Regions from separate parts of the Mus musculus genome. Here all the other regions are linked to region 2. A link is a contact called in public Hi-C and HiChIP or PLAC-seq data. All regions are on one chromosome and are shown on one strand. The core of a region is the stretch at or near the end of the contact, and the rest is flanking DNA. Distances in the headings are between cores, read along the strand shown. Region 1 overlaps Pgm2 (phosphoglucomutase 2). Region 2 holds the start of 5830416I19Rik (RIKEN cDNA 5830416I19 gene). Region 3 overlaps Rell1 (RELT-like 1).

Region 1 (2,700 bases), core at 189-2,688, 68 kb before region 2:
AAGTAACCACAACACTGAACAAAGAGAAATGCTAACCAACATACTGTGACAATTTAGAACACTGCGTTTAGAGAGAGATTTTTTCATCGAGGGGACAAAGTCAATTGTACAGAATGGCGAGAACGGTGTTAACGTCTTTGTACGCATCACACATCCATCACTACAAAGATGAGTAGATCCTGAAGATAGAGTCTGGTTACCGGACAGTAATGGAACAGTGCTTTCAAACTCTGAGGCTGGGGAATGTGAGAAAGGCAAGACATGTTCAGCCCTGAGGCCTCCCCAGCTTTACTTTCACCGTCCCAGAAAACACTTAGAAGATGTGATGTAGGAAAATGAAGACAGGAAGAAGCCATGAGTTCAGGAGTGAGGGTCTCAGCCTTGGCAAACGGCATTCTGAGGAGGACAGCTGTGCGCTCAATCCAGAGGATGATCCAGCTGCATGGAGGGGTGGAGGAAGACCAATGGACACAGACAGGGGCCACATAACAGCTGGGACCTGGGAGCAGTAAAAAAAATGTCACCGAGAACTATTAGGGAGGACTAGTGACATTTGGCATAAAAATCCAGACAACCAAGATACAATCATATACAAAACAAATAACCCTAACTGGTTATAGGAACGTAACTTTTCATGTACAGAAGGGCAGGACTCTGAAGAAGCTACTGAGAAACTCAGATCATGGTAATGGTTAACCATCATAATCAAGGCTCAGGGACGATTCCTGACGCCAGGCACAGGGCTTCTGTATGTAGGAAGTCTATGCATGGATTCTTTATCTCCATGAGACAGGAAAAAGTTCCATGGCAAGCAGCAGGAGAAACGATTGAGAGGAAAGGTGGTTGGTTGTCTCAGTGTGACAATAAAATGTCACACTTCACTATAATCTTTCTAATAGCATTTACCTCTTATAAATATATTCTGTTCATATGAAAAATTTGAAACAAAATACAAAAAGGTAAATATCAAGGAAGACATCTAAAATTCCGTCAGGATATTCCTGCTGTCCTCCTAACCTGGGCATGGCCGGCTCTACACTTCTGCTACCTCTGGCTCTAAGGGAGATCCTGATGCAAACATTTGCAGCTAGGCCACATGCAACCAGAGAACAAGGCCAAACACATCAGAAAGCCACTTATCAGTGGTTCCCCCAGAGTGGACCAGTCTCGAGTCATCTGGAATCTAATTAGACATGCGAATTCTTCATTCTTAGCCCCGAGCTACGCAATGAGAGACTCCAGGGTGGCTTTCAGCACTGTTTGCTTGTGACAGGATGTCATAATAACCCAAGCTGGTCTCAAACTCAGACTTATGATGCTCCTGTCTTGTTCTCCAAGTGTAGGGATTTAAAGATTTATAGGTATGTGTCATCATATCCGGCTAATTCTGGTTAGTCACCCGTCCTCTTGGTGTGGGTGACTCAGATACTCTCTGGAGTGACGTGTTCTGGTGAAGAGAAAAAGCTGGGTCCAGAGTCAAAAGGCTTCTCCTCCACCTGGACCCTGACCAGTCACTGCCCTTCTGAGTCACCATTTCTTTGCCTGTGGGAGGATGGCTTGGAATGTCATTAGTCATCAAATGACTAGTGAGATCACTTGCATTTCTAACTCATGGCTTCTAGTTTTTCCCACATATCCTATTTTATTTGTTTATTCTTTATCTGATGCTAGGGGCCTAACCCAAGGCCTTGTCATGTGCCAGGCAAGCAGCCTACCCCCAAGCTATACACATCCAGCCTGAATTTTCAATCAACCATGGAAATAAAGGAATCTATTCAAATGGTAGGCAATGGTGAACACAGAATAGATTAGTTGACAGAAGTAAATGTGACTTACAGCTTTCTTGTCAGGCTGGCTATCATCATAGCCAGTTGTAAGGTCCCTGATAGCAGAGATTTCAAACTTGCCACACATTTTGGGATAATTATTCTTCCCGTCATAGTTTCTCAGGTTTCCAAATAAGTTTTGAATTGTGCCCTGATCATGGCAGATAAAATATGAAGCTGTGGTAATATGATAGCCGTACCTATAAAAAGAAACCATGAATGTAAGCAAAATGAGCCACAAAAATTCTGCAGAATGTATGGCAAGATGTGTGCCAACTAGCTCACTCTAAAGTGAGTGAAACAGGGAACTCTAACCAACTTCAAAAAGATGAGTTAACATTAAAGAAGAAGCTGGGGCTGGCATGATGCTTCAGTGGGTAAGGGTGATTGCTGCCAAGCATAGCAACCTTAGTGGATCCCTGGAACACACATAATAAAAGGAGAGAAACAATTCCTCAGTTGTCCTCTGACTTCCATGTGTTTGGTGGCACGTGTGTACCCACTCATATATACACAATATATATATATATATATACATATATATATATATATATATATAGAGAGAGAGAGAGAGAGAGAGAGAGATAGGTAGAGAGATATAGATATACACACACACACATATGCACATACCACATACACACACACAAACAATAAATAAATGTTAAAAACAAGTAAAGGGGTTGAAGAGATGGCTCAGTGATTAATAGCATGAGCTACTTTTCCAGAGGACCCAGGTTTGAGTCTCAGCTCCCTCATTGTGGTTCACAAACATCTGCAGCTTCACACACATCATAGCAATTTCAGGAGACCCGATGACCTCTTCTGGCCTTTGCAGGCACCAGGCATACACACGGTGCATGGAGACATGCAGTCG
Region 2 (2,700 bases), core at 146-2,645:
ACAAGCAATACACCAAATCTACAACCCTGCATCTCCAGTTTTCTCCGCCTCCCTTCTTCAGGAGGCAAAGAGACCCTTCATATACCCAACACTGGGTCTGTCATTCTAGAAATATCTTTTCTCGCACTGTATCCTCACTACCTCTCTCGTGATAACAGGTTCAGCTAGGAACTAAGGATAAGAGCATCCTTACGAGATAAATGTATTCCATCTGGTTCCAAGGCACAACGAAACCCAGAGAATTCACAGAACTGACCAACATCACGTAGTTGGAAAGGACAGAACTGTGTCTAGACTTCTGTGTCTGTGACTGCTTATGACATAGAACCACAGAGTACATTTTTACTGCCAGTGGATTAACATTCAAATTTCTTGCTACTTATTTTCAAAAGTAGAGCAGTCATAACGTTTGTTTGTTTTTCTTGGAAAATAACCACAGGAAAACCCAACAGTGACAGAGCTTTTTAACTTTGAGTGTGGCCCTTGCTTTTTGTTTCGTATGCCTGAAAGAGTCCCCTGGAGAGCCACCCAAGCCCTGCTGCATGTGACATGGCTCAGAGCCAGGCAGCAATCCTGCTCTTCCCACCCGGAGCCCTTGGCCGGTGGCCAGCCTGCAGCTCCGTACTCATACCCACTGTATTGTCTGCCGGGCTGGTCATGTGAAGGGATGACTGATTTAAGGACATGAACGCCATGATTCATAGGAGGGGGGGAGAGGGAGAGAGAGAGAGAGAGAGAGAGAGAACATTAGCTCACACACCAGTAGCCACTCTCAGCACTGACCCGTGTTAAGAAGAAGTGGTGCCGGTCAGACAATAGGAGAAGACCTACATCCTCTCTTTGAACTGACTGTGGCTCTGAGATTACAGGGCTTGGCCAGGAGAAGGATTTTGAGGCAATAAAGCAAAGAGCCTCTGGATAAGTCATATGCCAGGGCACAAAACATAAGTGGCTCTTTGACCTCAGTCAGCCTCCGATAGTCTCTTACAGTGGCTAAGAACTTTAGGTAGGTTTGAGTCATACAGCTACCACCACACATATTGTTGTAGCCAACGACTACATCTACTTCAAAGGATTCAGTGCTTTAACACAGGTACAAATCAGCACGGGACCCAATCATGGTAACTTCTACACCAGTGTGAGTTAGCAGGATTCTTAGGAGAGATGCAGATACAGTTACCTGGAAACGGAGTCGCCATTTCTCCATCTTCTTTCAACCCTGAGGATAGAAAGCGTTCCTACATTATCCTATACTGCCTCTGCCATTCTAGAAATAACCCTGCACCCCCACTCACCTCCCTCCCCGAACAGCGAGCTCATCCAACACGAAGCTGGCGAAGCTGGCGCGCACACCGGCTCTGACACATACCTCCCGGCAGAATAATGGGTGGCACTGAGAGTGCTTGTTCAGACCAAAGCAGAGCGGGTGAAACAAGGAAGTCGCAAAGTGTTGTGGTTTAAAACGGATAGACAGATAGACGTTTACAGTTTAGGATTACCGCCAGCGAGTACAGGGCCACGGGAGGAGACTCTCAGCCTTCAGACTATTTCTCTAACAAGGTGCTTGTCCATCCATCCCCCCCACACTTCCCCAACCTTCCCCAGCCTACCCTCCCCCGCCCCAGATAAAAGTGTCATGTGCCAAGACATGATCTCTTTAGATAACATTTTATTTATTCTTTTTATTACATTTCTTTGTTTTGTGTTCGGATGTGGGAGTGGCATATGAAAACCATCATGGGGGCTGGGATAGCAGAGACCACTCTGGAAAACGGTGTAGACCAAACTGAGACAGATGGGGAATCCCACAATCCCCTCTCAACGTCCAGCTTCCAAAGAAGGCCTGACTTCTTCAAGGTACACAGAACCTTTTAAAACTACCATCCAGTAACTGAGCCTTCACACATGCAGGTCGTTCATACTTTCAACCCAAGCCTTTCAGCCACTTTCTCTCTTCATTCTAACAAAAATAAGTAAGTAAATAATAAATAAATTCAAGAAATCAGCCCCCCACCAAGTTTTTCTTGATCAAAATGCCTCAAAAAGAGGAGGCTGTCTCTAACCCAGAAGTGTAATTTGACGCCTGTCTGCAGCAGTCTTCTGTGCTGATTAGCATGGACATAAATATTCATGTGCTGATTCATGAGGAGGAGGTGGCAACGAAGAAAGCATCAATAATTGTTGATTGTTATTAGCCATAAGTGGGGCTAGCAGAATGAGCTTATTATCCCCCAAGAAATGACATTAATGTTGGTTTCACACACACACAAACACATACACACACACACAGAGACTGCAACATGCATAGGAGACAAAGCCTAGATTGCACACATATAACGAGTCTTTCTTTTGCCATCTGTTCTTGAATTTTTTATTTAAAAATCTCTGACACATGAGTATTTGTGATGGAGGAAGTTGGCAACCACTTTGCACTCATTCTCCAAGGGGCCTGGAGGCCAGAGCATCCCACCAGCAGCTGCATGGTGCAGAGGTGGGCTGCCACTGGCACTTCTGTCTCCACACAATGGGAAACATTGTCCCTCTGTTCAGGTTGGAGATGTCTTTGGAGACCTATTATCCCGGGAACAAATAGAATGATACAATATATCCGTTGTGTTTGACAAATAAGGGAATAGGTACCACTGAGAGTCTAAACTGTCCTTAGTGTATTTGTTAGGATAAAGGGCAAGCTGCTATAAT
Region 3 (2,700 bases), core at 173-2,672, 110 kb after region 2:
ACACACAGCTACTATGTAGTGTGCTGTAATGCCCCCCTTAACTCTTGCATGTGTATTCTGTGCAGTCTAAAACCCTGTGCCTCCTAATCCTCTCTTAAGAGATCTCATAGTTCAGGAGGTGACTTAGACTGTGTCAGCTCGAGCCTATGCTCGCACCCTTTATCCCCCTCTATCGGGATCCCCAGACCTGTGTACAGCTCGTAGCCTTTGAAGCACAAAACTTTGATGTAATGGAAATATTCCCAGAGCTTTGTCGCCATCACCTAACAGAGCCGTGTGTGTCCCTCTCTGTAGACAACACTGGTAGCCACACGTTACACTCCCGAGCAGAGACCACTCCATCGTCACCCACCAACAACCCTGGGAATGGACACCCGGAATACATCGCGTACGTGCTCGTCCCTGTGTTCTTCGTCATGGGTCTCCTTGGTGTCCTCATCTGTCACTTACTTAAGAAGAAAGGCTACCGGTGTACAACAGAGGCGGAACAGGAAGTCGAAGAGGAAAAGGTGGAAAAGATAGGTAAGTAACCTCTGCTTTAAAAGGAAATGGCTTGAGGAGTGGGTTCTAAGTGGAAAAAACAAAACTTCATATATAATCCATTTCTTTATGAGGAAAACTATTTTCTGCAGTAATCAGAGTTTGAAACCTTGCCTGCATTTATTGAATGCTTGCTGAGGGTTTACTTCAGAGCCTGGTAGCCCGGGACTGTTATTTGTATGGTATATATTTATTTCTAATTGTATTGACAGTGAATTTAATGAGGGTACCTTCTCTCCACTTTGAAGGGTTAATGTGAAATTTTGAGACAAGGTGTTTTGGTGATTGGCACTTACTCATAAGCCTAATCCTTGCTGTTACTTATTGAATCAAGATTCTAATAAGAACGGTAGGGACGTGAAACGGGTCTCATCGGGTTTGCTGTGTTAAGTATCACTGGAGGAGTTCTCATTGAAGTCCATGTGACTGAACTGTATATTATTAATGAATAGATGTTTGTCATAGTTCGGTAGAGCTGCAGCAAGAACTGGTGCTTCCATGTGAGTGTCAGGGCGCTCATCTTTCCCTCTGCACATATGTTGATAGCTTGTGGTGGGGTCACCTCCATCCACAGCATGTCTTCCTCACTGATATTCCTATCCAGTCCTGCCTGAGGGAGGTTTCCTGATGGGTCCCAGGACTGGCAGCTCACTCTTCATCCAGCTCAGCCCCTCTGTGCCATCTTTGCAGGGAGGTGACATTTGGAGTAGGTCACCCATGGAGCCTACCGGCAGGGAAGGTTTCTCAGTGGTGGCTTGCCAGCTTGCTGGACTGTTGGTTTTTCCACCCCCACTGACCTTTGAGGCTGGGGAACATGGGTGAACAGGATGAGTCACGCTCAGCGAATGAGCAAACCGGCCTTGAGTGTTTGTCAACAGAGCAGGGCCTCCCCCGCTGTTCCTTCTAACCCACGAAGCAGGCTGGCTCAGGCTGGCTCAGGCATCAGCCCCCACTGTGACTGTCCAAACATCTATAGGTCATAGGGGAGAAGCCTCCCTTGGGGTGCAGAGGACACTCCTGCAGGTACATGGGTGTGCTGTTGTCCCAGTCTGTACAATGTCTCAATCCAGTCTCAGCTGGTCCTGCTAAATAAATTATACAGATCGGTTTCCAAATGGAGGCTTGCCCCTCTTTCTCCGCCTGACTTGGCTGTCACGTGCTGGGTCCCCAAAGTAAACTGAGTCTGTAAACAAATAACCAGTGCCCAAATTTAGCTACCTTGTTTCAAAGGAAAAGAGAGTTTTATAAACATGGATGAATACTTAGTACTTACTTGTTCAGTTGAAACCATTAATCAGTAGGCCAGTTGTATACAGCATGTCTGAGATTCGATAAAACCTTTTCGTGATCCTTCTTCTTGTTTCTCCAGAGGGTTGAAGGTAATAAGGAAAGATAGGAGAACGTGGGGGCAGAGATACATGCACTCCTGTAGTGTCATGCAAAGCAAGGGGATGCTGGACAGTCCTGCGCCTTTTCTGTTTAATTTATAAATGCGTGTTCAGCCCAGGAATTCAAAAACGTGTGGCATCGGGAAGGTGGGGCTGAAGGATTAAAGCTAGACTCTTTGCACTGTGTGAGGGTGCTTAAACTTTCTGGAAGGTATTCGGCGAGGCCTTAGGCTCTCAGATAAATGTCTAGTTGACTTGTTGCAGGTGATGGATCGTAACGCCGCTCTGTCCTCTTTCTCTCTTAGAGTTGAATGACAGTATAAATGAGAACAGTGACACGGTCGGCCAGATTGTCCAGTACATTATGAAAAATGAAGGTAAGGATATCTTCGTGCTTTGGGGCATCTCAGTGTTATTTAAAAATCTCCTTAGAGTCAGAATTTGAATGGCTTCGCAGGGCTTTTACCTGAACTCTGTAACTCCTCAGCTTTTAGCACTGTCACAACAGGAGAGGTTGCCTTGGTGGTGTTTGGTGGCTTCAGCACAGCAAAGGGCCAGGAAGGTCGATAGCTTCTAGGCTGTGTATCACGTGACTTTATAAAGCCTCAGCTTCCTCCTATGGAGTGAGAGTTACATTACACAACTGTGTAGGGTAGCACAAGCGATGTGCTGGGAGTCATAAGGACTCACATCTTAGCTGGTTCTTGTGTTTCACATTTAAGGACATGAGTTTGAACTGGGAAGAAATTGAGGCATCCTGGTAAGAACTGGG

The links. A called contact is a pair of places that touch in the nucleus more often than the background predicts. HiChIP or PLAC-seq counts read pairs in DNA pulled down with a chosen protein or histone mark.
Region 1: a contact with region 2 is called in a Hi-C map of muscle stem cells, with 1.9 times the contacts expected there. The contact joins the enhancer-like site here to the promoter of 5830416I19Rik in region 2. A contact is called at or near these places in 1 of 484 Hi-C or Micro-C datasets (muscle stem cells), 3 of 115 datasets of contacts at active chromatin or transcription factors (bone marrow-derived macrophages, embryonic stem cells and pancreatic cancer cells) and 2 of 9 other capture datasets (adipose tissue and liver).
Region 3: a contact with region 2 is called in an H3K4me3 HiChIP or PLAC-seq map of bone marrow-derived macrophages, with 4 times the contacts expected there. The contact joins the enhancer-like site here to the promoter of 5830416I19Rik in region 2. A contact is called at or near these places in 8 of 39 promoter capture datasets (the C10 cell line, HPC-7-derived erythroid cells, cranial neural crest and 4 more), 3 of 484 Hi-C or Micro-C datasets (the N1E-115 cell line, nephron progenitors and uterus), 5 of 115 datasets of contacts at active chromatin or transcription factors (bone marrow-derived macrophages, embryonic stem cells, memory CD8 T cells and 1 more) and 1 of 9 other capture datasets (adipose tissue).

What each region holds. Positions count from the first base shown.
Region 1 is chr5:64,111,334-64,114,033 of GRCm38.p6, reverse strand. Pgm2 (phosphoglucomutase 2) reads right to left here. Exons shown (of 14, transcript NM_025700.3): 12 at 1,837-2,026. Among named protein-coding and RNA genes, the nearest start is that of Pgm2, 20 kb to the right of the region's middle. Within about 2 kb of position 1,438, at least 75 of the 459 cell types and tissues checked have an H3K27ac peak or open chromatin away from gene starts, as enhancers often do. A contact at or near this core is called in adipose tissue, muscle stem cells and pancreatic cancer cells, where this site is marked.
Region 2 is chr5:64,043,668-64,046,367 of GRCm38.p6, reverse strand. It overlaps 5830416I19Rik (RIKEN cDNA 5830416I19 gene), which reads right to left and starts at 1,395. Exons shown (of 3, transcript NR_045384.1): 1 at 1,370-1,395; 2 at 1,181-1,219.
Region 3 is chr5:63,935,628-63,938,327 of GRCm38.p6, reverse strand. Rell1 (RELT-like 1) reads left to right here. Exons shown (of 7, transcript NM_145923.4): 2 at 295-522; 3 at 2,234-2,305. Among named protein-coding and RNA genes, the nearest start is that of Rell1, 32 kb to the left of the region's middle. Within about 2 kb of position 1,422, at least 76 of the 459 cell types and tissues checked have an H3K27ac peak or open chromatin away from gene starts, as enhancers often do. A contact at or near this core is called in the N1E-115 cell line, bone marrow-derived macrophages, embryonic stem cells and 2 more, where this site is marked.